3 separate regions of the Gossypium hirsutum genome follow, and all the other regions are linked to region 1. Evidence: chromatin contacts called from public Hi-C data. All regions are on one chromosome and are shown on one strand. The core of a region is the stretch at or near the end of the contact, and the rest is flanking DNA. Distances in the headings are between cores, read along the strand shown. Region 1 holds the start of LOC107908492 (galactose mutarotase). Region 2 holds the start of LOC107910157 (probable inactive receptor kinase At1g48480). Region 3 holds the start of LOC107908488 (serine/threonine-protein kinase 11-interacting protein).

Region 1 (2,583 bases), core at 42-2,541:
TAAAAGGGATTTAGTTCCTAGAGTGTGCCTTGTGCCATTGACAAGGCTAGGCTCTTCTATATTTGTTCTCACTAATTTGCATTTGTCACATGCAATACTTAAAGAAGATGAATGTCTGCAGCAAATGATTGTATAAACATGACGTTCATGAACTCTTCCAACTAATCTAAGCCCTCAAAAGTCACAATGGAAATATTTATACCAAATCGGGAAAAAAAGTAACTTTTATTTTAAGAAAGAAAACATACAGAACCAAGCCAGCCCAAATTAATAGATAGAGCATACTTCAAAGATTGTTCTCAATTTTTGATCTCATACAGATAAGGAAATGTAACAGAAAATAAAAGAAGCATAATAATCGTCTGCTGCAAAATTTCAAGAACCAATTCAAGCATGCAGATAATCAGTTTTGATCCACTAATTGCAGTCTCATTCTGGTCATCCAAAATTATGAGAAAAATGTTTAATTATTCAAGATATGGGAAATATTAGATGTATACCGTGGAGACTGTTTGGAGGCTTGTTGATTGGCAAAGAGTACCCCGTTCCATTAAGAGTAAACTTGCCATTTTTTATCCTGTTTGCAACCCTTCCCACAATGCATCCAAAATAAGGTGAAGCACCTTTCTGATCAAACATCACAAAAATTAACCCCAAAATATGAACCAAAATCCCATTCTCTAAACTGAAGGAGACTAAAAAGAGAGGTTTCAACTCAAAAAGCCATCAATTTGTCACACAAATTACTTCCGACTTGCCAGAAACGTATCATTGTCTATGTAAAATTCCAAACGTGATATTGAAGAGACAAGACGAAGGCTGAAATGGGTTCTCTCTTCTTCGTCCAAAATATTCCAAGTCAATAGACAAGATTCAGATCAAAGTTAAAAGCTTTCAAATTCAACAAAGAGAGACAGGAATTACCACGTACGGTTCGACAGTGTCGAATCCCAGGACGACATCGGCTAATTTACCTTTAAAGTCAAGAAAAACCCACTGATCATTAATAATTTAGCATTCAGGAATTTTCTTCTGAAAAAAAGAAGATATGAATAGAGATACCGTTTTTGTCAGGAACAGACAATGAGGTGATAGTGCAGCCATAGTTGGTAATCTTAACAACCACGGTTCCATTGTTGAGTTCATAAATCTGCGGTTGGTCTGCCATTTGAGGCTTTTCCGAAAGCGAGATTTGTGTTTCAGAGATTCAGTACTTCCTGTAGTTTGGTTTAGTGTGGAGAGTATAAAGAAAACCAATTTCATTGTTGGAAGGTCTTACGTCACTTATCTTATCTTTATCCCTGACTGCATGCCACGTATTCATATTTCTTCCTCTTTCTTTGAGTTTTTTCCCTATTCTTCTTAGAGGCAATTTATTAAAAAAAGATTTTTTTTTAAATTATTGAAATGGATTCTGTATTTTATTATTTATTGGAATGAGTTCTTTTCCGGTAAATCGTGTCCACGTCAACGTGGCCGCGACTTGCCCATCTAATGAAATTTCATGTATATAGTTACCCTAAATTATTTAAATTATTTATAATACCTAAATTATCCCTATTTATTTGTTATATTACATAAAATACTCCTTTGAAAATACAAAACATTATGATAGCTAATTTAAAATTTATTCTCCATAACTAATAAAAATCATTTAAAATGCTAAAACTAGATCTGTCTGAACAAACTATAAGGAAATCCCTGGAATGATGTGATTTCTTCGTCTTCAACGAAAGATCTCGAGAAAGATCACGGTGAGGAAAGCTTGTGCTTAATGAGGAAGCAAATTTGGACACTCGGAATCATCTAACAATTATGCAGAACAGCAGCCGTCTTTCTTCACAGCTGAAACATCATCCCGAGAGCCGACATTGATGGTTTGTGTAACACCCCTTACCCGTATCCGACACTAGAATAGGTACGAGGCATTACTAGAACACATACACTTGTAAACGTATTTAACTGAGTTATAAAATTTTCATCTAAATTAAAACTTTTAAAATTATTAACATACTTTTATAACTCTTCACAATATATCCTCAAAATATTATAATCATAATAAATAGGGCCTACGAGACCCGATACATACTCATGCTATTTAATGCTTCATTTCCATTTCATTCAATTTGCAATTTCTCATGCTCACAATTTAAATCATATCACTAGCAATTTTCATTTAATTCACGTACAATTCAATGTCATTAAGTTCAACACTAATACGTATTTACCATTTAACTCAACGTTTATCGATTATACCATTCCTTAACACATTTATGAAATTCTCAATTTTGCAATGAAAATATCACTTTAGCTTAAAGAACAACATCATCCTGGTATAAATACACTATCACTTATCCATTTACTTTAATTCTTTTGGCTCATTTGTCCCATCCTTAATCAAATTAGGGAACGGTTACGGAAAATTGAGTACTTCACTTTCACTTTGCCATAGTATAACTATGGTCTTACGTATGATCACTTATCACTTGTCCTAGGTTACCACTTATCACTTTGTCACTTGATCAGATAAGTGTAGCTAAAGCTACCACTTATCACTTTGTCACTTGATCAGATAAGTGTAGC
Region 2 (2,583 bases), core at 26-2,525, 250 kb before region 1:
TGTTAAATAGGTAATTAATCAAAGTTAATTTATAATTGTTTTTTTTCATTTTTCGCTTTAATGAAAGTTAATCAAAGTTATTAAGAATGCAAATGAAGTTGATATTTTTATAGGCATAATAACTTATTTGGCTCTCTAATTTTAAAAAATATATATTTTAGTATTCCATTTAAAATTTTGCCTCTTTTAGCTTTTAAACTTATGTCATTTCTCAAATCACCTTAAAATAGATAGTAAAATTACATTTGTTAATTTTACTGACATGGTATTCACGTGTATTTCATGTTAGCAATTAATTAAATTTTTTAAATTTTAAAAACATTATAAAAAATTTTTAATTTTTTTAAAAATTAAATAATTACTAACATGACATACACGTGGATATCATGTCAATAAAATTAATAAACATAATTTTTCTATCTATTTTGAGGTGATTTGACAAATAGTATAAACTCTTGGACTAAAATATTTTTTTCATAAAATTAAAGGGCCGAATAAATTATTATACCCATTTTTCAGAATACCTACTTCTATCCCTAATCTTTAAGAACACCCTTTTAGTTACTGCAATTAACAACTTTGCCGAAATTATTTAAAAAAAACATGTGATAATAACACAATATTACCTGCCCGAAACAATATTTTTAAACAAAAAATAATTATTTTATTACCGAAAATCTCATCCAAACATTCCCATATCAATTATTTGCCAACAAAATCATTCTTCGTACAGAAAGAAAGCTTTGAATTTGATAAGGGGAAAAACTTTTCGCCACTTTATCCAAACAAAAAAAAACACCTTATAATCATAAAAATTTATATTTTTTATTTATTTAAAATTATCTTTAATTCTTATGTGTCCCAACCCAATCAAAGTCACATTTCTCTGCACCAACAATAATATTGATACTAATAAATTGAGAACCAATCAAGTATGTTTTACTAATTATAACATTCATCCATCTAAATTGGAATGAAAAATATTAATAATTCCGAATTAGTGAATATTTTAATTATAATTAATGGGTTGCAGCAGTTAAAGCGCCGAAGACTGAGGCTTCGTTTGGATGGGCGATTGACTGTGGTGCGGTGCGTTTAACTTACTTTTTATCTCACGCTACAGTATCGCTACAGTATCTAATCTCACCGCCACCGCTGTTTTCCAAACTCACCCTGAAGATGCATCAGTAGGAAAAGGCCAAAAACGAATGGCTTGTTGTTTGTACTAAAAACGTTCTAATTTACGTATTTAATAATAATAATAAAGGAAACCTAAGAAAGACAAAAAAGAACAGAAAAAAAAGGGAAACGGGGTTGACGAACCAGCTGCAGCCATCCTTACTGTAAAACAGCTAGGGTTTGCCTTACTCTATTCTTTCTCTCTCTTTCTTGTTCCTTTTTGGCACTCATCACTACCCACCCACTCTTTACCTATCAACACAGAAAAAATGCTCTCTCATTAACACTTTTTCTTTTCTTCTTGCAATGCCTCCAATCTAGGCCGAAAAGGGAGAAAAGAAAGCTGTTTCAGATCAGTATCCCACCCACATTATCCTATTATATTCCTATCCTTGTTCTCCTTGTCTTCGCCATCACCCAAAATGTTCACCCAGTTTTTTTTCATTGCCATTCTTTCTTCACTCCTACTGCAGGTGGCCAAACCAGATCTTGTCACCGACAGAGCTGCTCTTTTGAGCCTTCGTTCCTCAGTCGGAGGCAGAACCCTCTTATGGAACGTCTCGAACCAGAGTCCATGCTCGTGGGCTGGGGTTACGTGCGAGCGGAACCGCGTCACAGTGCTTAGACTACCTGGTGTTGCTCTCTCTGGCCAAATTCCGACTGGCATTTTCGGGAACTTGACTCAGCTGCGCACCCTCAGTCTACGTCTCAACTCGTTAACTGGACCACTCCCTTCGGATCTTGCTCTCTGTCAAAACCTCCGAAACCTTTACTTGCAGGGAAACCATTTTTCGGGTGAGATACCGGAGTTCCTTTTTGGTCTTCATGATTTAGTGAGGCTAAGTCTTTCTGGGAACAACTTTTCTGGGGAAGTCTCTGTTGGGTTCAACAATTTGACGAGGTTAAGAACTTTGCTTCTTGACAGCAACAGTCTTTCTGGGTCGGTACCTGAGTTGGGTTCTTTGCAAAACCTCGACCAATTTAATGTGTCAAATAATTTATTGAACGGCTCAATCCCCAAGGGGTTACAGAAATATGGGTTCGATGCTTTTCTGGGGAATTTGCTTTGTGGGAAACCGCTTGACAAGGCTTGCCCTGCCACTGCTACTGCTGCTCCTGGGAATACAAGTGAGCCCGCCAATCCAACGAATGAGAATAAACCGGAGAAAAAGAAGAAGAGCAAGTTGTCTGGGGGTGCAATTGCAGGTATTGTTATTGGATCTGTGCTGGGATTTCTTCTGATTGTTGTGATTTTAATGATTTTATGTAGAAAGAAGAGTAGCAAGAAATCGAGGTCAATTGACATCACTTCGCTTAAGAATCAAGAAATGGAGATTCCTGGGGAGAAATCAGGTGGGGAAATGGAGAATGGTGGATATGCGAATGGGAATGGGAATGGGTATT
Region 3 (2,583 bases), core at 54-2,553, 220 kb after region 1:
TGAAAGTAACAACTAACACGAAACTCCGACGAAAATGATTGTTTAAATACAGACAATTGCACAATTACAAGCAAACAAGATAGGGAAGCAATAACAATTGTAGTATCCAGAAAAATACATGCTAGAGAAGATGATACCGCTATAAGCCCCATTTGATAAATCTTTCAGCATCAAATCAAAATCAAATGTCAAGTAAAAATCTGAGTTATTCCTACCTCACTAAATGATGAGATGGATCGCAGTTGATTGAATCCAAGGTCCAAGTGCTTCAAATTAGCACATTTTTGAAGATTATCCACTTTGGCAAACTTGTTTCGACTCAAATCAAGGGTTTCAACAGAGGGAAGAAGTTGCAAAGACTCGTCCATTAGTAGCAGGCAATTGCATGCACACGATACAAAGGACAAGCGGTTCCACTGTGGACAGCCCTTTACCTCAGCAATTCTACTGGCAAACACATGTCGCAAAGCATCCTACACATGCCAAAAATATTGATCTTGAGAAAAAAATTTGTGTAAAGTACCCATATATAATTAATAACTTTAATGGTCCTTAGTTAGGAAGAAGAAAATAGGGGAGGGAGATCTTATGATTTATAATCACAAAAACTGAATGAATGTCATTAATTCTTCCTCTCGTTCGAAAATAATGCAAAACACTCACGGTTGAATTATGACAAATAATTTTCTCCAAAGTATGTCTCAACTCAAGCAACCCCTTGGCTGCTGAGGTCGACAAATCGCACCCTCTGAGTTCCAGAACCTTCAGTCTTCCAAACGGGAGCAACGAGAGCGGCGTGGGATCACGCGCAAGAGGGGCCAAGGCAGATACCACCTTAAGAGTGGTTAGGAGGCGTAGTATCCGCCGAAGCTGCTCGAGCGCACGGTGGTCCCCAAGGTCCGAGACGTAGGCACGTAGATAGTCAACTGGAGCTCCCACTAGAAGTCTGTCGAGCTCCTGCAACGCTTGGAGCCGAGACTGCACGTAATGGAGCCCCGCCGGGTTGAGCTTCAGAACCTTAGTTCCATCAATCAAAGGCCCCGCTTGGTCGTCAACGAATTTGAACAGCTTCTCAAGGTAGCGACCCCTTGTGACGATCGCCATTGGCATCAAGTTTTAGAAAATCACCCACACCGCCATATTCCAAAGCTCATAAGTGAACAAAGGGTTTGAAGAATGCGAATGAAGGAAGGTTTGAAAGGAAGAAATGAATCATTAAATGATAAGGGGAATAGCAGGAAATAGAAAAGGACGGCTGTAGCGTACCTTGAGAATGATGGGGTGGTTCATTATGTTCTGGCTTTGGTTGGTTCGGGGGAAAAAGGTCAAATAATTGGGAAGTGAAATATGGTGCGTAGGGAAATGAGACACCTGGCGCACATGCACACAACATGGGGAATCCAATTCCAAACAACGTGTCGGCTTCCTCCAGAATCCAAACAAATGCGGGGTCCACCCCAGATGTTTGTTTGTTCAAGCATAAACGACCTTGCATAATTTGCATTTGCCATTTGCCGCCCCCATCTCAATCCTTATTTTTGCCTAAATAGAGTTTTATTAAAGAGGAAAATATATTAGGGTGCGTTTGGTTCGCTGTATTGGATTAGAGGTGTATTGGATTAGAAGTGTATTGGATTAGAGGTGTATTAGATTAAATGTGTAATAGCAAATCAACTATTTGGTTGAATGTAATGGAATAGAGGCGTAATAGTAATCTTGTGTTTGGTTGAATGGAATAGAGGTGTAATAGCATAGTGGAAAAAACTAAAATGACTAGAATACCCTTAGCATAAATTTGTTTTGGTAAATGATTATTGTTATTGTTATTTAAATTTTAATAAGATTATTATTATCAATAATAAATATTTTAATCATATTTAAACATAATTATTATTAAACATATTTTAATTAAAATATATAATTTAATAAAATTCTTAATAATTACCAGAAATTTGTTTTGGTAAATTATTATTGTTATTGTTATTTAAATTTTGATAAGATTATTAATATGAATAATAAATAATTTAATCATATTTAAACATAATTATTATTAAATATATTATACTTAAAATATATAATTTAATAAAATTCTTAATAATTAATATTCTTATATGAATTTACTCAAATCATAATATATTATATGATACTATAAAAGATAATTTGAAATAATTAATATTAAATATATTTTAATTAAAATATATGATTTAATAAAATTTAAAATAATTATAACTAATAAAATTTAATAAGTAAGAATTGAACTCTAAAAAATAAAAAAAACATAACCATATCGAATTATCATCAAGAACTCGATTGAGTTTACAACAATTCTGAATTAAACGGAAGTACTGCCTCAATATCTCACTTCAACTAAAAATATAAAGCAAGCATTCAATAGAAGAAATTCAAGCCGATACAATATCTCTTTCACCCTGCTCTCAACTCCAATTGGCCTTCCATGAAACCGATTCTTCACTTCAAACAAAATAGCTCACCAATCTAGCAGGAAAACGAATACTATCCAAAGTTGCCATTGAAAATAACCTCCAACTTCATGTGTCCATTCCACAAGTTAAGGGAAAAAGC

Evidence for each region. A called contact is a pair of places that touch in the nucleus more often than the background predicts.
Region 2: a contact with region 1 is called in a Hi-C map of leaf, with 2.2 times the contacts expected there. The contact joins the promoter of LOC107910157 here to the promoter of LOC107908492 in region 1. A contact is called at or near these places in 9 of 34 Hi-C or Micro-C datasets (callus and leaf).
Region 3: a contact with region 1 is called in a Hi-C map of leaf, with 1.9 times the contacts expected there. The contact joins the promoter of LOC107908488 here to the promoter of LOC107908492 in region 1. A contact is called at or near these places in 3 of 34 Hi-C or Micro-C datasets (hypocotyl, leaf and petal).

Annotation. Positions count from the first base shown.
Region 1 is chrD02:42,369,644-42,372,226 of Gossypium_hirsutum_v2.1, forward strand. It overlaps LOC107908492 (galactose mutarotase), which reads right to left and starts at 1,292. Exons shown (of 5, transcript XM_016835669.2): 1 at 1,063-1,292; 2 at 925-974; 3 at 501-627. The coding sequence starts at 1,168.
Region 2 is chrD02:42,124,312-42,126,894 of Gossypium_hirsutum_v2.1, forward strand. LOC107910157 (probable inactive receptor kinase At1g48480) reads left to right here and starts at 1,276. Exons shown (of 2, transcript XM_016837930.2): 1 at 1,276-2,583. The coding sequence starts at 1,602.
Region 3 is chrD02:42,586,929-42,589,511 of Gossypium_hirsutum_v2.1, forward strand. LOC107908488 (serine/threonine-protein kinase 11-interacting protein) reads right to left here and starts at 1,304. Exons shown (of 7, transcript XR_005910294.1): 1 at 664-1,304; 2 at 216-473.